Regions from separate parts of the Gossypium hirsutum genome. Here region 1 is linked to region 2. The links are chromatin contacts, called in public Hi-C maps. All regions are on one chromosome and are shown on one strand. Each heading gives the region's core, a stretch centred on a gene start, on an enhancer-like site or on the middle of the called end of the contact. The rest is flanking DNA. Distances are from core to core; before and after follow the strand shown.

Evidence for each region. A called contact is a pair of places that touch in the nucleus more often than the background predicts.
Region 1: a Hi-C map of leaf shows a contact between it and region 2, with 2.6 times the contacts expected there. The contact joins the promoter of LOC107924431 here to the promoter of LOC107924520 in region 2. A contact is called at or near these places in 8 of 34 Hi-C or Micro-C datasets (callus, leaf and petal).

Annotation. Positions count from the first base shown.
Region 1 is chrA12:41,596,382-41,601,059 of Gossypium_hirsutum_v2.1, forward strand. LOC107924431 (peptidyl-prolyl cis-trans isomerase CYP65) reads left to right here and starts at 2,765. Exons shown (of 11, transcript XM_016854881.2): 1 at 2,765-3,065; 2 at 3,157-3,219; 3 at 3,314-3,417; 4 at 4,609-4,678. The coding sequence starts at 2,938.
Region 2 is chrA12:41,316,633-41,321,999 of Gossypium_hirsutum_v2.1, forward strand. It overlaps LOC107924520 (nucleolar complex protein 2 homolog), which reads right to left and starts at 1,531. Exons shown (of 14, transcript XM_016855011.2): 1 at 1,115-1,531.

The DNA of each region.
Region 1 (4,678 bases), core at 1,515-4,014, 280 kb after region 2:
AAATCAAGTGAGTATGCTTCACATGACCCCATACACGGGTGGGTGTGTCATGGCCATGTGGCATAAGTCAGTATACCCTACAGGTTTGGCACGGCCTAGCACATGGCCTGACACACGGGCGTGTGTGGCCATTTCTAGGGCACACGGGCTAGTCACACGGGCATGTGTGTTGGCCATGTGACCCAAGTCAGAGAGTTACACGGGGTCGGGCACGGGCTGGGACATAGCCATGTGTTCACATTTTAAATGTCCACAAGGCCTATGACATGGGCGTGTCTTTTGCCGTGTGAGACACACGGCCGGGCCACACGGCGTGTGTCCCCTGTATTTTGAAAAATTTTCTAAATGTTTCAAAAATTTCTTGAGTTATCGATTTAGTTCTGAACCACTTTTAAAGCATGTTTAGGGTCTCGTAGGCTTGTATTAAGGACAATGTGATTGAGTTTGAATGATGATTGCATGAAATTTAAAAATGTATGTGATACGGATGTTTAATTTTTTATAAGTCCGATAATGCTCCGTAACCCTATTCCAGCGTTGAATACGGGTGAGGGGTGTTACAACTACACTCGGGCACGAATGAAGGCGATGGAGACCAAGGTGAAGACGAAGAAAATGACGAAGGCGAATATGAACATGAACATGAACATGATGGCGACGAGGGTGGGGGTAAAGACAAACATAATGAGGACAATGGTAACGAATCAGTTTATGAGCCCTTAGTAATAGTTGTACGCAGAAATCCTCCTCACGATAGTCACCCACTGTCGTGCGGCACACATTCTCCCTGATGATGCTGATGATGTATTTTTTAACTTGTCTATAACGATGTAAATATAGATGACATCAATAAAGAAACCACAAATTTTCATTGTAACTCATATCTTCCTCTTTGTTACTTTCTAACGTAAGTTAATAAGAAACCACAAATTTTTATTGCAACTCATTTTTTATTCAACTTGGGTCCCGTTCGATATATTGTTAGTTCAAATAATCATATCTATGTCTCTATTTCTAAGAGTCAATCTAGCTTCGATAGTCAAGATAAGTTATCTCTCCGATTGGACTGATAGACAAGATAACAGTCCTAGTATGAATTATTTGATCAATTTGATTCTATGAACTACAAATAATTTAGATTAACTACTAGTATAAATTGTCTCATCATTTTATAATCTGATCATATAATGTAACGTATTATTAATTAAACCTTGAATAATTAGTGAGTCAATATTCATTTATTCATTTAGTTTTCACATTTGAAAACACTCATATAAAGTATATTAAGTGAACACATTGTAATTTTATTTATTAAATCAATTAAAAAATTAAAAACTATGATGAAATCATTCAACTTAGAGCACATTCTAACCTAACAAGCTTTAAAAAAACGTAGTTGAACACCGATAAAATTATGCAATTACTAAAGCCCAATTTGACAAATGATGCTTTTCTAGTTTTCATCCGAATTATGAAACAATTAAAATACTTGAAAAGTAAAGAAACTTTGAAAAAGCCTCCATTTTTTTTAATCAATAACGATAATTTTACTAAAACCAATACAAATATCACACCTTTCTTTTGGAAGAAATTCCGGTTATTATTGGGACTGGGTGTTAACCCATTTGTCGAGTTGACTAGTGGAGAAACGTGTGAAGGCAATTCATTGTTTGGACTTTAGAGTAAAGGAATTGGATTGATGGTTTTATTAGTAAAAATATATAAAAGTAATTTGATTCAGTTTTATTATTGAGCTCAATTGCTTTGTATTGATTTTTAAGTCAATTGCTCTGATGTTCTATCTAGATTAATATTTCTATCAGTTTTTAATTTAATTAATTTAATCCAATTCAAACAACCATAGTTAGAATTCGATTGAATAAAAAAATTTAATTGAAAACTAAAAATGGAGAGGTTTAATTACATTTCCATCCCTTTACTTTTAGAAATTTATAAAATTTTTAGAATTTATTAAAAATTTATTATATTTTTAAATTTTCAAATATTTTTTTAATATTTGTTGACATGACATACAAAGACGGAATATAAAAAGAGTCAAAGGGGCTTGATCCTCTCAAAAATTTGAAAAATGATTAATAAACCCTTCAAAATTATTCATAATTTACTTAGGCCCCCAAATTTGTTGAAAAATTTAATTAAGCTCTTTAAAAGTTTTGAAAATTTTAATTAAACCCTTTTAAAAAATTTAATTACTCAATAATTTTCTAAAAAAAATTAGAGCCTTATTTTTTTTTTGAAAAATCTCATTAAACATCAAAAATTTTGAAAATTTTAATTTGATCTCTCTAAAACTTAATGCCACATTCGGCCACCGATGGCTTAAAAGATAAAATAATGGCACATCAACAAAGAAGGGTAAAAAGAGCTAAATTGAATAAAGATGTAAAGTTCACTAATTAAATTTATTATTATGTCATATATATATAATCAAAATGAACATTTAACGATATAATTTTAATAGAGAGACTATTTTGCTAATTATCTAATATACACAGACTAAATTTTCACATATCCATTTTTCTATATTTTCAGAGAAAGAGAATTAATACATGATAGATTCGATAAATGCAATATGAGATACATTATAGGGACTGATATGGAAAGTTTATCGAAAAAATATGAACTGTTTTATAATATATAAAAAGAAAAAGAAAATGGGAAGTTCTTAAGTTTTTTTGAATAAATGAAAATAAGCCCAATTATTTCAACGGGCTTTAAATTGGGCCGTTTTAGCTGATTCAAAAGGTCGGTAATTATCGGAAGCGATACTCTGATACTCAGGGTCTCAAAGCGGTCAAAAGTCAAAGTCTCTCCCCATAATCCCTAATCCCTCACCAGAAAAAAATCCAATTCCCCTTCCCCCAAATCATAAACCCTAGCCATAGCAATTGAATTGTCCCGGAGAAGGTCGCCAAGATGGGAAAGAAACAGCACAGCAAAGATCGAATGTTCATAACGAAGACGGAGTGGGCTACCGAGTGGGGCGGCGCTAAATCCAAAGAAAATCGTACCCCTTTCAAACGCCTTCCCTTCTATTGCTGCGCGTATGCCTCACTTTCCATTCCCATTTTTGCTTTATACCATTTTTGCTTTATATCTTATTATATTCATTTTTTTTCTGGTTGTCTTATTCAGCCTTACATTCACGCCCTTCGAGTTGCCTGTATGCACGAAGGATGGCAGCGTCTTCGATTTAATGTTGGTATCTTTTCATTTCGTTGTTACTTTTTTCAAGCTTTTATATAGTGTAATTTAGGGGGTTTTGTTATTTTTTTATTGTTTTCTTGTGCAGGAATGTAGTTCCCTATATAAGAAAGTATGGGAAGCATCCGGTTACTGGGGCTCCATTGAAGCAGGAGGATCTTATCAATCTTACTTTCCACAAGAACTCTGAAGGTTTGAAATATTTATTTTCGAGTTCACGTTTTAATTCAATGAACCAAAGAAATTGAGCAAGCCATATAATATACTGCTGTCAGGTTTCAACAAAGTATGTTGTAGATTTAGAAGTAAATTTTCTAAAGTTCATGTTAAAAGGGGATACTTGTTTGAAATATTGTTCCTTTTAGTAAAAAAATATAGTTTAATTAAGATGCTGTTCCTTGTGTGAATTGTCGATTTGATTATAGATTACATTAATAGCTTTCTAGGTTCTTTTATTTGGTGCATGAGATAAATGGTGGATGTATATTTTGCATGAGTTACAGCAATTTCCTGCAAAACTAAATATTGGTCTTCTATTCTTTACCTGACTTCTTATAACTTTTTCAACAAGGTTGAACTTGAGTGTGTGTGTGTGTGTCTTCATTTAGCTATGACATGTGAATTTTGGATGTTAGACAGTTACCTTGTTTTGGGTTGAAAAAACGAAACCATGGGACGGTTGTTGCATGTTATATTTAGGTTATTATTGTCATTTTCTCTATAAACGAGCTTGTGAAGGATGCAATTTCTGCCCGCTTTTGTAGTTACTTCCTGTTCTTTATTATTTTAAATACTTAAGGTTCTGCCAGACTAGAGTGCACTGCATCTTTGGTTTAATTTTGAGCCAAAAATCAAGAAGTTGGAATTAGAGTCTGCTTGTCTATGGCCTCTTTCTTCAGTGTCACAGTTTAATATTTGTAGGTTCTGTCAAGACAACCTTCTGCAATTACTGTGAAGTTGGTAACAAGGGTAGTAGGGGAAATTGCACTTGCACATACTAATAAATCCTATGTTTGTTATACTTTGAAATCATATCTTTGGGGAATCAATTTTAACTAAATGAGAAATGGAATAAATGCTTGAAATACTCTTTGGTGATGGTGGAAATAAAGGCTATTAATTCTCATGGGTAATAGATGTAAACCTTGCTATGGTCTTCTTATTACTGTTGTTATATTGATTATACTGGTGCAATTTGGTAGAAGGCTGTTCATGAATGTTGTTCTACTTTATTGTTTTATGTGCAACTATGTTGGTATGCTGGTTGCTATTCTTTTCAGTTATATATATTTTAGAATTGACTTTATTTTAGATGTCTTTAGTATTTGCACGTTTGGTTTAGTTTTCATGCCTCAAGGATATTGAAATGGTGCCTTAATGCAGGGGAGTATCATTGTCCTGTGCTGAACAAAGTTTTTACTGAGTACACACACATAGTTGCTGTGAAGACTTC
Region 2 (5,367 bases), core at 281-2,780:
TCTTAAATGCCCAAATTCAAAGTGAAAAAAAAAATTAAAACTTTAATAGACCCAAATGTAATAAAAAATCAAAAAAACAATTATCACTTCTGATTTGCCGGTACAACTTTTCATGTGCTTATTATGCTCTCCTATAGCTCAACTATCTTTCTTCGACATTGCGTCATAGTTTGGTATAAGGGTAAATAATTTAATCTGAAAATTAAAGTTACAAAACTTGAGTATTGAGAACTAGGATCAATCCCATTTTGACCCTTAACAATTACCCATTTCTTAAAACTTAAACCACATGTAAATTAGTATGAATCTCCAGCACCTACATCAATGGCAAGAAAAAGTTATAGCTTTCTAATCCATGAAGTACTCCTATTCTAATCCATGAAGTACTCCTATTCTAGGGCTAAACAGTTAACTCCAGTAAAGTTGAAGAACCTTTAAATAACTGAGAATTTAAGCTTTTGAGACACTTTAACACTGAATTCAAAACTTAAAATCCATGTATCTCTCATTCAAAGAATAGACCAAAGAAATAATCTTTAACAATGAATTCAATATAACATTAAACACTAAAAAAACAAAACGATGCATTAAGTGATTGAAGAACGGAAAGATCTCACCGATTAATGATTGAAGAACGAAAAGAGCTCACCGATTAATCAAGAAATTAAAGAAGCAAACACCCAAAAAGAAAATTTGATTTACTGGCAGCTTCGAGGAAAAGTAGGATTGAATATAGAAGAGATTGAAAAAAACCTAGTTTTTCTTGAATTGTTAGGGACTAGGTTTCTATTGTATTGTTTCATGAACCGTGTCCGAGCGGTGTATTCCGGGTTACAGGCCTTTTTTATTTTTTCTATTAAAGGGTGAGCTGCAAAAATAGAGTGCCTAACTGCTTATGAAACGATGATGGCGGTGGCGGGTGGAGAAATTGGTGGTATTTTCTTTCTTACTGTTGGGGTTTTAGAAATTGGTGGAGTGAGTGGAATGGAGACAAAACTGTAATATGTATTAAAAAATTGCAACTTGCACAAAAATTAATTTATCATCAACAAAATCAAGAAATTGCAGCTGTCCATAGAAAAAAAACAACTGTCCATAGAAGTCATGGAGATACCAGGAATTGGACGAGATTGACCGGCGGCACAGCGGGACGGCGACGACTGAAGGCTGAAGCGGAGGAGGCGAAGGCAGTGGTGAACGCCAGCGACAGAGGAAGCAGCAGCTTCACCGGAACGACGACAGTGTCTTGATGGAAGAACGAACGGGGCGACACAACGGTAATAGGCGCCGGCGACAGAGGAACCGGGAGACGGGGTGGCCGCCGGAGTAGAGACGGCTATCGACGGGCAGCTGGCTGGATTTAGACGGATTAGATTCTTCCTTTCCTGTTGCAAAACCTAACGAATTTAAACCGTCGGATTTCGCTTAAAGGACGGATGGGAAAGAGAAGTTGAATTCTGATGGGCGGCTGACTGCTTTAAGTTTAATAGTCAACACCTTCAAACCTACTTATTTCAATTTACCTTTTGGCACCTAAATTTGACTTTAATGTTCGAATTAGTACTTTTTTTTTTCAAATCGGGTAGGCTTTGCATTACACATTTCAATCTATTTTTGCAACCCATTAAAAGTTTAAATTTTGAGGATAGTCCTATACTTATTAATTTGTGCTTTATGCTGACTTAATTTATCTACTTTTATTTGCTCAAAATTGGTCCTCTATTTTTTGATTTGCTGATTTTCAGTCATTTCATTAATTTTTCAATTAACATTATTAAAAAATAGAAACAATCACAAATTTAACTCCTCAACCTTTACAAATTTTATCAATTTAACCCCTATTCTTTTATTTTTGCTTTAGTTATTAAAAATAATAGAAAAATAAAAACTTTATAAATTTTCCCGTATGTTCCAACAAATTAAAGATAAAAAAGAAAAAAACAAAACTTGCTATTAATTATTACTAGGAGAGGTTTTAACTTGTAATTCTCATTTAGCAACAATAAGTACCGTGTATATTATGTAATCTACATTATAAATCATTGAACTTAACCTCAACTTTCAAATAGACCACAAACTTTTTATTTAATCAAATTACATCATTTAACTTTAATTATTAATGTAATGCCCAAAAATTTTGAATTTCTAATTTGTTAAATTTTGTCATAATTAAATAATTGCTTCAATGGTTAAGGGCCTTGAATGTGTGTTTGAGGTCATGGGTTTAAATCTCTCTTTTAGGGAAATTTAGTTATTTTTGTTCGTAGGCCTATCTTTGTTATTCGGCTTAAGTATTATATTTGATCAATTTATGATAAAATGAGCTTGCTAGTTTAGTGGTAAGGTGTTAGTTTGCCCTTTGGTTTTATGTTTGAATCCCCGCGTGAGCAAGTAGGTATGTTTATTTTTACTTCCTCTGTGTGTTGTTCACATGTAGAAGTGGAGTCGAATTGAAATTCTATAATGTTTTTTCCTTTTTCATTCTCCTTCTAATTTTGTTGTTTCTGTTGTTTTTTTTTCCATTTCATCCCTTTTTGTTATTTTTCTTTCCCAAACAAAATTTAAGTTCAATTTTGGTTCTTCTTTCTTCTATTTGTCAATTCGGCTTTGCTCGTAACCCCGCTTGCTTTCAATTCCATTCTTGTTGTTCTAATTTGGTAAGTACTCGGGGTGGGTGAAGTTATTATTTCAGTTAGTTGATGTGTAAGTTAGGATTTTCTTTATTCCTTGTAATGGAAGTAGTTTTTTATTGTGTTTAATCATTTTTATGCTCAATTAGGGGAAAATCGTGAGACGTTTGGTGTTCCTCTAGGGAGTTAATTGTTGTTCTTAAGGGTAAGTGAACGTATTCGTCATTATTTAAGGTCGAATTCTCTGTATTGAAGTTTAAGTGTTGTTGTTGGGTTATGATTTAGCACTTGGGTTTTGTTAGATTAAGTTAATTAATTCATGTCAATGGTCATTTTAGGTACTAGAGTATTCATCCTTCGATCTTCATAAAAAATCAACCACGTGTGTAACGAAAACCTGAGAAAACAACAAATGGCGAAAGCTAAAATTTGGGACTGTCGATGTCACACGGCTGTGTGGTAAGCCATGTGTGACACACGACCATATTACAAACTGTGTGAACCACACAGTTTAGGCCAATTGGGCCGTGCGGGCCACACGAGCGTGTAGGCCCAAATTTTGAAATTTTTCCCTAGGACCATATTCGTCATACGAGTCAAATATGGGCCTTTCGTAGAGCTATATGATACAAATTAAGTTATAAATCATGATTTCTGATGTTCTGTTTGTGTTAAATACGATTTATGTACACATAACTAATATGTTATATGCTCAGTATAATCTGTATTATGGTAGGTATGATCTATGCTATGATAAATATGAGCTGTATTATGATAAGTCTGATATGAATATGTTATAAAAGCATGTATGTCATATAAATTTCTGATATTTATTAGTTTTGCATGTGCATTGGGATGGGAAATATGGTTATGGAGGAAGTGTGGACAGTTTAATCTATTTGTCGTATCTGGTGGCTTAACACATATATATCTATTTTTAGTGAATTATCGCCTAATGATCTGACAACTAGATTGCAAATATTCTGAAAAGTAACATACAGTCACTAAGCGGTGTGTAAGGTTGGATGGGTATATAATACCTTATATGGTGTGTAGGGATGGTCGGAGATGGTGTGTAATGGATAGGGGTAGGATTGTGAATCTGTATCTGATATGTTTTGTTTCTGCTTTATTATAAAAAATGACTAAATGATATTTGAAAACATGTTGAAATTGTGTCTATGGTATCTACTGTTATAAGTTACACACTGAGCTTGAAATCTCTCCTCTGTCTATTTACTTTCAAGTAACCCCCAGACTTAAAATGGGTCAGTGTGACGGATCTCAGTTAAACATTTTTTTTAATTTTGTTATTTCAATCTGATTTGGATTGTTTTTTTATGTTGGATTGTTTTGGGACATTTGGAATGTTTTAATTTTTGGATACTATTTTCGTTTTAAATTGTTTAAGCGTTTTCAAAATTACAAAAATTTTATCTGCAAAATCAAATCATGTTTTACAAAATTCCAATTATATAAGAAATTTCACTGCAAAACTAAAAGATTTTAATAGCACATATCTACAAAAACCTAGTGATTTTATACTAAAGTAGTGTTTTCCTAAATAATTGAAAGTATGTTTTTGGATTTCCGAAAGAACTTAGGCAACACTTCCAAATTTGGTCATAATGCCTAGGTCGAGTTTGGAGTGTTACAATTAACAACTTAAGTCACTTACAATAACATTGTTAATGTTATGAATATATTATTAAGTGGATGTTCATTAAGATCAAGATAAGTTTTGATGTACTTTAAATTCTACTAGTCATTAGAAGTAGATCTCTACTTCATTTATACTTCTTATACCTATAAATAGAGACTTTAGGGAAACTTTGTAAATTTTCGATTGATCAATAAAATACGCTCTCTTTTTTGCTCTCCCATTTTCTTTGTTCTTTACTCTTTGTTTATTTATTTTATAACACGTTGTCAACAAGATACTCTTTTAATTGGGTTTCTCCATAAGTCACAAAAATATCCCAAAATTTTTTGTTGTCGATTACCTCTTAGAGCTATTGCTATTTCAATTGAGGCCTACGCACTATGGGTAATCATTAGAGCCTTTAACCACTCAATGTTCATGATAATAGCCAGAGGGTGTTAACAATGATGTTAAAGAATCTTAGATATATTTTACTATGATTTATTTATTATATCATGTTTATTATAATTGGAGACTAATCATAACAACATGAATAGATAGATTTTAATTTGAAATCCACGCATGTTTGCAATGGTGATTATGAATTAAAGAATTTTTGGGATGTTTATAAGTTCATCCTAGTAAATCTATTGCATTCCCCGAAATGAACGTAAAAGAAAATATAAACCAATATTATTCCAATATTTGGTAGTAAAAAATTAATCAAAAGCTTCAGAAGAGCTAATATATTAATATCTTGTGATGATTAGTCAATTGGTTTTAAAAGATATTTATAATGGATCTCATATTAAGATCATAAATGAGGAAAATATTATATTTCATATAAATCAAAAGAGGATTGGATTATTGATTTATATTTATTACTTTTGTTATAAATTGAATTGATCGTGACTATCTTTGTGATATTCTTTTTGCCATCATCCCCGTTAAGGGGTTCAAAGCAAAATATTTGATTAAGAAAGATCTATTTAAATTGTGGAATAATTTAAAATAAAAATATAAGCAATAGAATATGGTAATTCTATCTAAAGCTCATTATGGTTGGATGCACCTAAAGTTGGAAGTTTTTTTTAA